Linked DNA regions of Rattus norvegicus: region 2 is linked to region 1. Evidence: chromatin contacts called from public Hi-C data. All regions are on one chromosome and are shown on one strand. Each heading gives the region's core, a stretch centred on a gene start, on an enhancer-like site or on the middle of the called end of the contact. The rest is flanking DNA. Distances are from core to core; before and after follow the strand shown.

What was found. A called contact is a pair of places that touch in the nucleus more often than the background predicts.
Region 2: a Hi-C map of liver shows a contact between it and region 1, with 1.9 times the contacts expected there. The contact joins the promoter of Etnk1 here to the promoter of St8sia1 in region 1. A contact is called at or near these places in 2 of 12 Hi-C or Micro-C datasets (Schwann cells and liver).

The regions. Positions count from the first base shown.
Region 1 is chr4:177,649,346-177,653,336 of GRCr8, forward strand. It overlaps St8sia1 (ST8 alpha-N-acetyl-neuraminide alpha-2,8-sialyltransferase 1), which reads right to left and starts at 2,208. Exons shown (of 5, transcript NM_012813.3): 1 at 1,676-2,208. The coding sequence starts at 1,908.
Region 2 is chr4:177,855,184-177,859,174 of GRCr8, forward strand. It overlaps Etnk1 (ethanolamine kinase 1), which reads left to right and starts at 1,960. Exons shown (of 8, transcript NM_001107894.2): 1 at 1,960-2,342. The coding sequence starts at 2,187.

The DNA of each region.
Region 1 (3,991 bases), core at 958-3,457:
GTCATTCTCTGAACACAGAAACCAAGTTAAAGAGTGAAGCACCCCGCACCCCTCGCCATCCCCTGCCCCAGGGTTAAAGGCAACAAGGAGCAAATGTGTCCCAGAAACCATTTGCCTCGGTTTATCACACCGTGAAGCCTTCTGCTCTTGACAGTGTCCTCTCAAAAGAAACCTATTTTCTAACAGGGCTTCGATATATGTAACAGGCCCTTTCATTGCAAGCCAATGGGAAGTTCTTTACTCATTCATTTCCAGCCATTTCTTGAGCTGAGAAATGCCTTCTCTCTGTAAAGAGCCACTCAGAAGTGCCTCCCATCTGTACAGAGCCACAGGGGTGTGCATCCCACCTGCCTTAGAGCCCAACAGTCGGGAACGGCTAAGCTGGAAAAGAATTCATCTCTGTGTACTTTTGAGGACAGTGGGATTACTTTTAAAACTAACAATGACAGAGTGAAGAAGGTCTGGCGAGGGAGAAAGAGAAAATTTGAAAGGAAGCATCAGCCGAAAGGAAACATTCCTCTAGATTCTGGAAGAACTGTCCGATCTCTGGCCTTTCCAGAAGTGAGCCTAAGGAGGGAAATTATTTATTTTTAAAGATTTTGCTTTGGACCAAAATAACAGTGGGAAAGTTTACCATTGGCTCTTGCCTGTCTCTCAGCTCCTCCCTCAGACCACCACCAGAAAAGGCCAGCAAGGCAATAACTTGGCACCAGGGCTGAAGATGAGAAGGGGCTGACTGCCTCACAGTCCCAGTCAGAGACCCACCAGTTCCCCCAACATGCGGGCAACACACAAAGAGATTCTTAGCTGTGCTGCATCTAGCCCCCCAACTCCTGCTGCAAACCTGTCTTCTGTTCCTCAAATTAGCAACTTCCCCAAGAGGAGAAACTATCAGCTTGAGAACTCTGCTGTCCCCTTTCAAACCTGGCCTTGAGTTTTGTTTTCTGAGTTCAAGTTCCCTCATGTACACCTCCCACAAACATTCCTTCCGTAGTCTAAGCAAAAAGTAAACAGGCGCTCTGGATCATTAAAATGGTAAAGATTCCAGCACCTGGACTTTGTCATAAATAATGAGTGACCTTGGGCTAGTAACGTGTTCTGCCACAGAATCGGTCAGAAGAGAAATTATGTCATCAAAAAAGTTGTTGAAATGTTAACACAAAAATCGAGCAGGTCCAAAGCTTAGTGGGTCATGGTTGCATACTCCAAACTCGCAATGGGCATACTGCGCAAAGCCACGGGAAAGGCCTGGCTAGTTTTCAGGTTTTCGTGACGAGGTTTGCCCATCATTCCTGCACCGTTGATTTATGTTCCAAACTGCCCCCGAACGCCTCTTAACCTACTTCTAACTTACTCCTCCTTAGCACCAAACATCCGCAGAATCTAAGAAATAAATTCTCTGAAAGTAACAGGCTCTAAGTTGTCCTGGGTCTCCCTTCCCACAGAGATGGGTCAATTGAAAACCCAGCGCGGACTAAATAACAAATCTTTGATTCGCAAAGGTGCTTTGAAACACCTCTTGGCGTGAGGGATGAGACAGAGACCCTGACTTAAGTCTCTATCTAGGTTGGGCACAGCACAGAGGGCGCAGGACAGAGAAGCCTCACATAGGACTCTGTCCTTTGCACACTAGCAGGAAGGATACTGGTGGCGAGCAGCGGCCAATAGTAGGTACCTGAAGAGCCTGGCTGACGTCTGGTTCCTCCTCCAAGCTGTGCGCTGCGCCAGCACTCCTTGCACGATCTCCTTCTCGTTGGGCAGCCGGTAGACAGGGAAGACATAGAGCCAACAGAGGACCACCACACAGAGGGCACTGGCTCCCACGGGTAGCCGGGTACGCGGGAATTTCCGCGCCAGCATGGCCATGGCCCCTCTGGATGTATGTAGGGCCCGCCCGCAGGGGCTCATCGCAGCCTCGGTGTCCCAGGGTCAGTGGTGGCAGCCTCAGCACAACGCCGGGCAAAGTGGCAGCGGAGAATGCCCCAGTGGCTGGCCCCCCATGCACACACACCTTTGGCTTTCCAGCTCGCACACGCACGACTGGGGAACCCCCACGCCACGGCTTCAGAGGTCAGCTACAAGGATCTTCGCCAATGCAACTTTTACTGGGATGTCTTGCTAGAGGAAGTGGCCTCCGGGCAAATCACGAGCCTTGGTCTCTTTCCCTGCAGACAGTGGGCGCTGAAGGGGTCTGAGAGCAGTGGGGCCGGTTGCTCCCGCCCTTACTGCAGCATCACGGTCGCCCTCGGCTGGGGTCCTGGAAGAGGCGCGGCTGGCTCCTGGACGTCTGACGGGTTGTGTCCCTTCCAGAAAGAGATGCTCCTGCGCCCTGCACCGCCCTTTCCCCGCCTCCTGCGCCGCCGCGGTGCCCGGCACCCCCCAGATGCGCTCTCCGCGCCACACCAAGTCCTTGGAAATTTCCACGGTGGCCCGGGACCGCTAGCCCACCCCCGGCGCCTCAGCCGCGCCCGCCAGGACCCTCGCTCCGCGCCCCTCACAGGCAATCCTAGAACTCTCTCTCATCAGTTCATTCAGCGGTGCACCGCAGCCTTCCGCTGCGCCCTAGACTCCGCAGACACGCGCCCCGGGATTGGTGGAAATCAAGGTCTCCCCCGCCCTCCCCCACCCGCGAAATTGCCTCCCGTGACCTGCTTGGGGCCGCAACGCTAGCCCAGGGTGCAGGCCCCTCGCCGCTGCCCTTGTTCTCTGCAGAGGGAAGCAGACAATAAGAGCGGCAGCCCCTCTGGTGCGTGCATGCACACGCGCATATGTCTATCCCCGAGTATGCACAGATTGAGGACCCGCACCCCTTGTGCCCAGGCTGCTGTCACCCTCGCCTTTCAGCAATTGATTGGTTATAAACGAGCAGCTAGGAGGCTGGCGAATATTTATTCCTTCCTAGGCTCCCTTAATCAGATCAGCCCGTGCTGAGCTACGATTCCATGCACGCACTTTCGTGCACGCGCGCGCGCGCGCGCGCGCACACACACACACACACACACACACACACACACTGATGCTAGCGGGCACAAGGGGAGGTGCGTGCACACTGGGATCCACCACCTTGCCTCCACCCTACAGAGAACAGGAACAGAGAGGCATCCTCATACGCATGTGGCCCGCACACCTTGGGGGAGCTAACACCTCCTCTGCCTCTATAGATTAAAAAAAACAAAAAACCAACTCTGCCTCTGTTTCTTCTTAAAAGGCTGCAAAGGCAAGCTTATCACAACCACGACCTTGGAAACGTGCCACCCGCCTGGACCCGCCTAGTGGAGAGTCTCGCTGTAAGCCATTTCTGCTCGCCCTGGCAGAAGGTGGAAAAAGCTCTGGTTCCTCCTAGCGGCTGCCTGCTCTATTTGCTTAAGCATCCTGTGCAAGGACAAAGAAGAAAGTCTGCAGCTTCCAAAACCAGCTAGCTTAGTTGTCACAGGACCAAAAGCTCGGGTCACCGTTTCATTTGTTCAGCCGTGAGCAGCACTCCAGACGGTCCCCACTGACCAGTTTTTGCCCTCAAGTCTTTTTTAGCACCTTCAGCAGGGAGAAGTGAAACTTGAGACTTTCCTGCCCCTGCTATCTACCCGCCTTACTCAGCTTTTCTTAGGAAGACTGCTCAGTGCCCCTACAGGCAGGCAGACTCCGGAGTGGAACCTAATACAATTAGGGAAAATAAAGATTGCCCTGCGACTGTTAGAAGCTCACGGCTCTTGTAGAAGACCTGTATTCAGATCCTAGGTCTCACTGCGGGTAGCTCAGTACAAGAGCTTGGGAGAGGGGTGCCACCTTCTGGGGCACCTGCACACACATATGCATACCTCCACACAGTTACAGGCACATAATTTAAAAATGCAGTAGACGTTAAACGAAAATGAAGATGGGGCATTTCCCATCTTTGAGGGCTATAGACACATCATCTATCCCTTCCCCTCCCTATAATTAAAACAAAACACAAATGACCCCAGTTTCTCTTCCTCCAACTCTCCATACAGCT
Region 2 (3,991 bases), core at 710-3,209, 210 kb after region 1:
TAATATTCTAAGAATGATTTTTTTTTTTCTGGAGTGGTATCACATGGTTTTAATGTCAGCATTTAGGAGTGCAGAGGCAGGCAGATCTCTGAGTTCAAGGCAAGTTTCAGGTCAGTCATGGGACGCCTAAAAAGATCCTTATTCTTTAAAAAAGGAAAAAAGAATTTATATGTTTGTTTTTGAAGTAGGCTCGCTCTCATATTTACTTTGAATTCCTTACTTTGAGTTCTGGATCCATCTGCAGTGCCTCCCTAGTGCTAGGATTACAGGTGTCTGCCACTGTGCCTGGCTTTTTGTATGATTTCTTAAAGTTTTACTTTTGATTTAAATTTAATTTGGTGTTAGTTGTTTTAGTTATGAAATATTCCATATAACTCTTAGAATGCAATGATTTAATAAGGAGATACCACTTAGAACATGGAAATATTAGTGTGTCATTTCAGTCTCAATTAGATAGAATACATAATTTAGTGTTTCCGGTAATACATCCTCCTCCCAGTGGGGTGGTGTGTGTGTGTGTGTGTGTGTGTGTGTGGTGTGTGTACATGCTTGCTTGCTTGCTTGCTTGCTTGTTTATGCAGGGTACTGGAAGTAGGGTCTTCCATAGAGATTTTTAAAAACACATACCCAAGTCTGGAAAATGTTCAACTGTTCAACTTACAATGTTGCAAAAATGCAGGAGTGGACTTCCCTCTCTGTAGCGTAGGAAGTTTATCATTATTCCAGACTTACGTTTTGTGACTTACAGTGGTTTGTAGGCTCATTCAGAACAATGAGAACATAAATGTGTGCTACTAGGTAATAAACCACTTGACCATTCACAAATTGTTCACTTTGTATTCAGCCCGTGGGAAGCCAGAAGCCAAGGTGAATGGACACCTCCATTGTCTCCGTCATAAAAGGAAAGCATAAGGGCAGATCAAATACTTGTAGGTGATCTGGTTTCCTACTGGAGGTTTTATGCTGCCGTGCAAGTCCCGGGGAGCGCTGTGACAGCAATCTATTTTTCTTTCCAATTCTCTCCTAGTCGCTACCTTATTTTACTGACTTTAAATAATTCTCAGCAAGGTCAAGTATCTGACGCTTAAAACGAGTGTTACAGTCGTCTTACCCTATTATCGATTGGCTGATAACTAAGTAGCCCTGGCAATCCTGGAACTCACTATGCAGCCCAGGCTGGTTTTGAATTCACGACAATCCTGCTTTAGGCACCTGAGGACTAGGATAACAGGAGTATGTCATCACACCACTCACCGGTTTACTCTCAAATGTTCCAAATACTGTGATTTCTATGTACCGCCAAAGGGAATTTGGTTGCTGAACCAAGCAAGCGTGTGGTTCTGTGCACAGAGCTTCAGGAACAAGACGACCAAATTAATCCAGCTTGGCCGGATTGTGGCCAAGCTCACAGCTTAAATTTAGAGTTATTTCAGGACGTGCCTTCTGCGTCCCGTAAGAACGTCAGCCCTAAGTAAGCAGAGCTCACGACCCTAGTGATCTAGCAAGGTGACGCTTCATTACGCCGGACAGGGCTTGGGTAGCACGCCACAGCGCATCGGAAGAGTTCGAAAGGGCTCGGCAAAGCTCGACAGTGCTCCGGCTGGGCTCGGCAGAAATCGGTAGGACTCCGGTAGGGCTCGGGCAAAGCTCGTTAGAGCCCCGGCAGGGTTCGGCAAAGCTCGACCGTGCTCGGCACGGTCCGTCAAGGCTCGTAAGCGCTCCGGCAGGGCTCGGCAGCGATCGGACTCCTTCGGGTGCAGGAGCCCAGCCAACCCCACAGTAGCGGAGTGCCTGGCGGTGCGCGCTCCCCGAGACCCCAATACCCCAGAGCCCCGAGGCCCGCCCATTGTGCCGCGGGGTTCGCCACCCCGCCGGCCGCCTGACGCAGCCGAGGCTCCGCCCTCGGCGTGACGCTAGCGTCAGGCCAGTCCCGGCATGCTTCGCGGCTGCCCGCGGTCTAGCGCACTAAGGTATCTTCCCGAGAGCGACCGTCCCTCCGCGTCTCTGCACTGCGCACCCCGTCCGGCCGCCTCGTCGCCCCCGCCGCCCGCCCGTGCGTCCGAGCGGCCGCAGCCCTCCGCCGAGGGCGCCCCGGGACGGAAGGGTCCAGCAGCCTGCCGGCGCCCGCCGCGCTCGTGGTCGCCGTCGCCGTGGTCGTCGTGGTCGTGTCCGCCGTCGCCTGGGCCATGGCCAATTACATCCACGTCCCGCCCGGCTCGCCCGAGGTGCCGAAGCTCGACGTGACGGTGCAGGACCAGGAGGAGCAGCGCTGCCGCGACGGCGCCCTGAGCCTGCTGCAGCACCTGCGGCCGCACTGGGACCCCCGGGAGGTGACCCTGCAGGTGAGGCTGGGCGGGCACCAGGTTTCCTTCCCGAAGCCGCTGCCTCAGCGACGCCTGCCCGAGCCCGGGAGAAGCTCCCGGGGATGGCTGCCGCGGCCCTCGTCATGCTCCAGGGCTTCTTCCTCTCCTCCCAGACCCCGCAGCCCATCGCCTTCCGCGGTCCTCTCCGCTGCCCTCCCTCCCCTGCGCTTCCCTCCCATCCCTGCCTTATCCAGCCTGGGATCTTCCTACATCCTTCGAGCCGCGGGAGAACTCCGTTCCAAAGCGGAATGACCGTGAACCTGATGCTGCCCACGCCAGGATGCTAGGGAACGCTATTCCGTGCGTTACTGGAAGGCTTGAGTTGGTGTTTCTAAATTTGTAAAGTCTTAGAAGAATTAATGCTCTGGGTTGGAGTGAGCGATGACCTGGGAATATTTTTCGTGAATCAGTGATTTTTAAAGACAAAAATTCTCAGGAGAGAGAAAGCCCCCCGAAAATCTAGGATTTAAGAAAAAAAGGCACTTGCAAGTTATGTTCCCCCCTCCCTGCCCCCATACCCAGAATTTATTTGGCGTGATTGGTCTTAGTATTTTCAGTGCACAGCTTTAGGAATTACTAAGGTGGATTTTCTTGCAAACAAACAAGCCAAATTAGTACAATTTTAACGGCTGGGACTTGTTTTAGATTTGAGCAGTAATGGGGGGAACATTTACCTGGATTATCGGAGTCGTCTGCCCCATTTTGATGACTCCAATACATTGTGGGGTTTGTACAGAACTTATTGATTTCGTTTTTTTTCTAAAATTATTATTTTTTTAGTATAATTAAAGCATGAATAGTATCTGGCCTCAGAGCAGTTTCTGACACTAAGGGGCTTTTGAGTTTTAGTTTCGGTTCTTGTTAGAAGGGTTCTGAGCAACTGAAAGGGACCCATATGTTTTGGGGAAGAAACTTGTTAGACAAAAGACTTTGAAATTTAAGGCGTGCCTGGTGGGTAAGTATATAGGATATAGTGGATTCAAAATGATTTTTATGGATAGCTTGGACAATGACTGCATCTCTTTCAAGGACAAGCTTTTTTTTTTTTTTTTTTTTTGGGCAGTGCTAGGAAAGGCTGTTCTGAGTCCTAGGCAAGTGCTGTACTGCTGTATGTCGCCCTCATGTTAGACTGTTCCTATAGTATGTATTCACTTACTTGTTTGAGAGGGTTTTAAAATTTAATAAAATCTATTTCTGGAAAATATCTTACTAATTAAAGGCAGTGTTGCTTCCTGGTAAACTGCAGTGCTGGCAACCCGCATTTTTTTTTTTTTTTTTTTTTTTTTTTTTAAAGCAGCGACTTTTAAAGTTTGAAGCTTGGAATTTCCTTCCATTTATTTGTGAGTAGAGAAGTGTTAATAGCTGTTGAATGGAGCACTGTGTGCTGCATTGGGCTGAGCTCTTTCCAAGGCATTGTTGCCTAGGAAATGTTATATAGGTGTGCTCTCTCAACCTCTTGTGAAATTTAGTGAGGGAAACCAGGGTATATGTAAAAACAAGACTTAAAACTATTTCTTTTTTTTTTTTTTTTCCCTATTTCAGGCTCCATTGTGGTGGGCTTATAGGTGTTCTGACTCTGAGCTTTAACCTTTGGGTTCATAATCTGAACTTACACTTTGTGTATTTGA